Linked DNA regions of Mus musculus: region 1 is linked to region 2. Evidence: chromatin contacts called from public Micro-C data. All regions are on one chromosome and are shown on one strand. Each heading gives the region's core, a stretch centred on a gene start, on an enhancer-like site or on the middle of the called end of the contact. The rest is flanking DNA. Distances are from core to core; before and after follow the strand shown. Region 1 has its middle 19 kb from the start of Zfp52. Region 2 holds the start of Zfp760 (zinc finger protein 760).

Region 1 (2,700 bases), core at 95-2,594, 190 kb before region 2:
ATTTAACTAAATAATGATCATGGTATGGTGGAATGTCTCCCTCATGGACAAACACACCAATTAATTATCAAACAAAAATCCCACCAGATACTGGTACAACAACAAAAATTCCACACTCATGTGGTCTTTTCAAAGAAACTTGAGCTGGGCATGGTAGCACATACCATTAAACACAGGATTACACAGAAAACCTTGTCTACATTCAATAAATGAATGAATGAGCCCCCATTTCTATTATTAGCTGTTTCATACTCATATGAATATATACACAGAATGTGTGTGTGCATATGGGCATATCTAATACTGCCCACTCTCACCTCCTACCTCTCCACTATCCTGGTCCACAATTCCAACAGTCACTCTACTGTGTTCATCTCTATTCATATTGCTTGTGATCCACTGAGATGAACCAGAGCCATTTGTGAGACTGGGTTTGGAGCTATGTATTGGAACCTGATGTGCTCAGCACAGGATGACAACTAAAGACAGTGAGTGACTCTTCTACAATCTATCCATAGCCAATGTTTGAGAGGTAAGGGGAGCTGTTGTTCCCTTTCCTAGACTGACTGTGGTCTTGTGTGAGGCCAGTGCAGGTAAAGACAGCTGCTATTGGTTACTGATTACAATACTTGTATGGAGTCTAGAGAATGGTGTGTCTTAACCTTTCCCTTATTTTCTAACCACCTCTTCTTCCTTGTTCCCAGAGCTAGAGATGGGGTGGTGTAGCTGACGTTTTTAGGCCTGGGAACACATACTTCACTTATTTTCTGCATCTGCGACAGCCAAGAGGCTGCATTCACCACTCCATTTAAAAAAAAAAAGGAAAACAGAACGTTCTCTTTTTTTCCTCTCAAAGCATCGCTGTCACAGAAGACTTAAATGACAAGACCGCCATCTATTGGGGAAATCAGTACAGCGCGGGATTAATTCACCCCTAGGCTGTTGCAAAGGCCTTACCACTTACTTCTTTTCAAAATCCAAGTTCTTTAAATATCTCTCCCCAAGTTCATATTTCAGTATTTTGTTTTGGCTTTTTAATGTTTGTGTGTTGGGGATGGGACTCTCGCTTCTGAATTTAGTCTATTATTGTTTGGTATGAAATATATAAGCCAGAGGTTGGTAGTCCAGTGGAGACGTTAGGCTGTTTGTCTTTTTTATAATTCACCTTACCCAAATCAGTTCCCCAGTCCCTCGCAGCTTTTCCCCTCCCCGCACCCATTCTCCTCTGAGAAGAGGGATTCCCACCACACCTGTATTCACTAGCGCCCCCCAGCCCCTCCCGCCCAGCACATAATCACTGCAGGACTAAGCATATCCTCTCTGACTAAGGTCAGACAAGGCGACTGGGTTAGGGGAAGGAATCCACAGGCATTCAACTAATTCAGGGACAGCTCTTGCTCCAGTTTTGGTGGTGGTGGGGCGGGGGTGGGAGCTGTCGTTTATCTAAAGGGTTTAGAACCCCGAGTGGGGCTCAGATACCGGGTGGAGCGTCCTTCCAAAAACACTTGTGGTCGGCGCTCTCACAAGAGTGTGTGGAGGCTGTGCAGAGCCGGAGCAGCCTGAAAGCTGGAGCTGTGTGAAAGGCAGCCTGAGACAAAGTGGGAAGGACTGGTCTCTGATGGGGCGCAGATGCTCACCCGGAAACATATTTGGAGATCGGAGATCCGGAAGCACATTGGGAGGATTTTCGACTTAATGGAGATGTGTAGGGGAACTGTGTAGAGTGTGAGGAATTAGGAGAAACACGTGGGTGGAAGCTGGGACGCTAAATTACTGAAGTTTGAGAAGTTTTACCTAGAGCCAAAGCCAGAAGTCGCTTCGACAGGTTTCCCCCGTGCACGCGGTCCTGCACCGTGGGTAATCGCGTGGTGCAGATCTGGGGTCGAAAGATACGGTGGACTTGGGGGAAACTAAAATTCCTGGCTGCCGCGGGTGCCGCGGGTGCCGCGGGGCATCCTGGGAGAGTCAGTCAGCAATCAGCAGCGCAGCTGGAACTGCAGCCAGGCTACCAGAGCTGCTGGGCTAGGAAACAGGAAGGAGCAGTTTCTTTTCTGTTCCTGAGGAAGCTGGCTCTGAAATTCTGCGGTGGATGTCTTCCCTTGTGGATACATTTTAGCTCATATAAAGTGGAGTAATCCTGGTTTTTGTTTGTTTGCTTGTTTTTTGTTTTGATCTTCTGATTACCAAAATATTCTTATTAGAATATTCTAAGAGAATATCAGTTCTCTTTGTTGAGGTGAAACGGACCAAGCTCTTGGAATTTACACTCATCCACGCTAACTCCCAGGGTATATATATATATACTTAGTGACTTGGCATCCCTGTAGAACTTTTAGATATTAGTCATGTCTGAAAAGCACAAGAGGCAATGTACCAGTTTTTAGGTTTTACATATTTTTCTGTTTTCTGTCTGATGCGGATATATGCATTCTGTGTTTGGTGACATGCACCCTTCTTGATCAAGGACTTTTTATCTAACGGACTCTTTACCATTTCCTAATACTCTCTGCTTTGTATGTTAATACTTTTGACTTTTCTGTCACTACTATAGTTATGATCACTAGCCATCTTTACTGAACCCCATATTCATGGCATTTAAAGAAATCTTTCTCAATATTTTTTATCTTTAGATATGAAATCTTTTGTAGAAAATATCTTTTAATATCTGCTGTCATTTTTCTTTTTTGCGTAGTGTAGTCT
Region 2 (2,700 bases), core at 49-2,548:
GGGGAGAAGCTTTACAAATGCAATGCATGTGGAAAGTCATTTCCTCAGTTGTCAGCACTTAAAAGCCATCAGAAATTGCATACAGGAGAGAAGCCTTATAACTGTAAAGAGTGTGACAAATCCTTTATTCACTATGCCTCATATAGAAGGCATCAGGAAACTCATTCTCTAGAGAAATTATGCAAACACAAAGAATGTGGTAAGTACTTTCTTGAGTTATCACATCTTAAAACACTTTCCAGAATCCCTACTGGTGAGAAGCCTTACAAATGTGAGGTATGTGACAAATCCTTTATCCAGGACTCACATCTTAGACGACATCAGAGAGTTCATACTGGAGAGAGACCTCACAGATGTAAGGTGTGTGACAGATATTTTGCAAAGGGTTCAACTCTTCGAGCACATCAGAAAATTCATACTGGAGAAAAAAACGTAATAAAGCAATGATTGTGATATACCCTTTATCTAGCATACAAGTCTTAGAAGACATCAGAGAGTTCAGATTAAAGAGACCTTACATCTGTAAAGAATGTCACAAATCTTACTCGGTGCTCAACTCTAACAACACTTCAGAAAATTCATACTAAAGAAAAAAATACCCTTCTAAATAATGTGCCAGAGCATTTATCCGGTCTATACTTACAAATCACACCAGTATAAATAATATAAACATAAATATCTGGACATGGTGGTATAGAACTTTAATCCCAGCACTTGGGAGACAGTGCCAATTGGATCTGAGTTTTGAGTTTCAGGTTTTGGCTTGCCATTTTGTGTGTGTCCGTTGGGGATCGGACTCTGGCCTCTGAATTTAACCTGCTATTGTTTGATGTATGTAGCCCACAGGCTGCTAGTCAAGTCGAGACTATCTTGCATCTGAAAGGTTCCGAATCAAGAGTGTGGGGCAGGTTCTGGGGTGCAGTGTCCTACTAGATCCAGTTCTGGTCAAGGATGGCAGTGCTCATGGTGAGGCTGCGCAGAGAATGTGCAGAGCAGCCTGGCGTCTGGAGCTGTGTGGAAGGCAGCCTGAGACGGAGTGGGAGGGACCGGTCTCCACGGGGCGGGAAAACTGGTCTAGAAAAATAGAGCGAAGAGAAAACTAAAGCCCGCATGGAAGGCCTGGAAAACTCAATTGGACAAGGGATTTGAACCAGTGGGCTGGGTCAGAGAACCTACGTAACCGGAACCTATCTATAATAGGCGGACCCAAAGGCGGCTCCAGTGGCCGCAGGAGGGAGGGGCCGGAAAACCCTCCATTCTCTGAGAGGAAATCTTTGTTTAAGGGCTGGACGGCCGACACTGGCCAGAGTTTCAAGTAGATGTGAAAACTTCCTGCAGCCACTGGAGCCTCGTAGAACGGTCTGGGAGACTCGCCGGTCCGCACCACAGTGGCGGGAACCGCAGCCCGGCGATCCTAGCATCTCCCAGGTCAGAAGAGCTGTAGTAAACAGGTAGGAACTGGACCAGGGGCATGTTCAGTTTTCTGCTGCTCATAAGGATACCGTTTTCACAATTCTGGTGAAGGGTAATACCCTTGAAGATAAGTTTGAGAACATATGAAATGGGACACATGCTGATTTTACCATTTATCCGTGGTTTCCAGAATATTCTCAAGACTGTATCCCTTAGACTAATTGAGTTTATGTTTTGACCATTGAAAACACTATTCTTTTTGCTGTTATGCAAAAACTAAAACTGTTGGCATTTTCTAACGCCCTTGGTCTACCCGTTTCGTATTCAAGAGAGAGGAATTTGACATGGAGACTTTAAGGTCCCAGAGAGCTTGTTAACTACCAGCCCCATAAGGAGTAACTGCAGATTTTGATCAGTTTGTGGATTTTTTTTTTTTTTTTTTTTTGCTAAGCTACACAGTTATGTTTGTAAATTTTAACAATTCTTAAATAAAGGTTTTACTCATCACTCATTTTGCATTTGAGATGCATACACGCTGATGTGAATATAACAAATATGTGTTCTTATGCTGAGGTTTTAAGGCACACCTCAGGAGTCCAGAGAAGTACAGTATGCATGTTGAGAGTGAGGATAACAGGCCACACTGTTTACATTAGAAAACAGTATGTAATGGGACAAAGTTAGAAAGTATCTTTTCTGATGCAAGAAACACTCTGACAATGGACAAAGGGCAAACTGTTGCTTTGTAATTTCAGGGTTGTTGACATGCGGTGAACTTCTCTCAGGAAGAAGAGGAAATGCCTGGACCTCACTCATAGGGTTTTGTACTGAGATTGAATATTGCAGAATTGCAGCAGTCCTGTTTCTGTGAGTAACAATAGTCTCTTGCACTTTTCCTTGCTCCTCGGGGTTCCTGGGGAAATTACTCTGCATGTGTGTGAGCTGTGTGTGAATGAGATGAGCCTCACATCTCACAGAAGAAAGTGAAAGCCTCAGAGAAAAAGACAAAGTTTTCATGAAATTTCATCTGTTCTTCATGTTTGTTATTTTGGGATGTGTAAGGCTTCTTTCGTTTTTGTTCCATGATGAAACTAGATACTCAGTAGTTTATAATATCACTCCAGTAATACAGATTCATTTTTTTCCCTTGAGTTTTGATTGAGCTATGATTAGAAGTAGGATTCAAGTTATGGAAACTCAAAATGCTCCCTGAATATTTTCAGCATGCTGACCCTATGTAACAGTTGGGGGATCATTTGTAGAACCCTCTGTTCCCTTTTCTGTATT

Evidence for each region. A called contact is a pair of places that touch in the nucleus more often than the background predicts.
Region 1: a contact with region 2 is called in a Micro-C map of the G1E-ER4 cell line, with 7 times the contacts expected there. The contact joins the enhancer-like site here to the promoter of Zfp760 in region 2. A contact is called at or near these places in 1 of 39 promoter capture datasets (neural stem cells), 4 of 484 Hi-C or Micro-C datasets (the G1E-ER4 cell line and the N1E-115 cell line) and 1 of 115 datasets of contacts at active chromatin or transcription factors (epiblast stem cells).

The regions. Positions count from the first base shown.
Region 1 is chr17:21,515,002-21,517,701 of GRCm38.p6, forward strand. It overlaps a transcript of Zfp53 not described here. Among named protein-coding and RNA genes, the nearest start is that of Zfp52, 19 kb to the right of the region's middle. Within about 2 kb of position 1,345, at least 421 of the 459 cell types and tissues checked have an H3K27ac peak or open chromatin away from gene starts, as enhancers often do. A contact at or near this core is called in the G1E-ER4 cell line, the N1E-115 cell line, epiblast stem cells and 1 more, where this site is marked.
Region 2 is chr17:21,706,443-21,709,142 of GRCm38.p6, forward strand. Zfp760 (zinc finger protein 760) reads left to right here and starts at 1,299. Exons shown (of 6, transcript NM_001008501.2): 1 at 1,299-1,451; 2 at 2,169-2,280.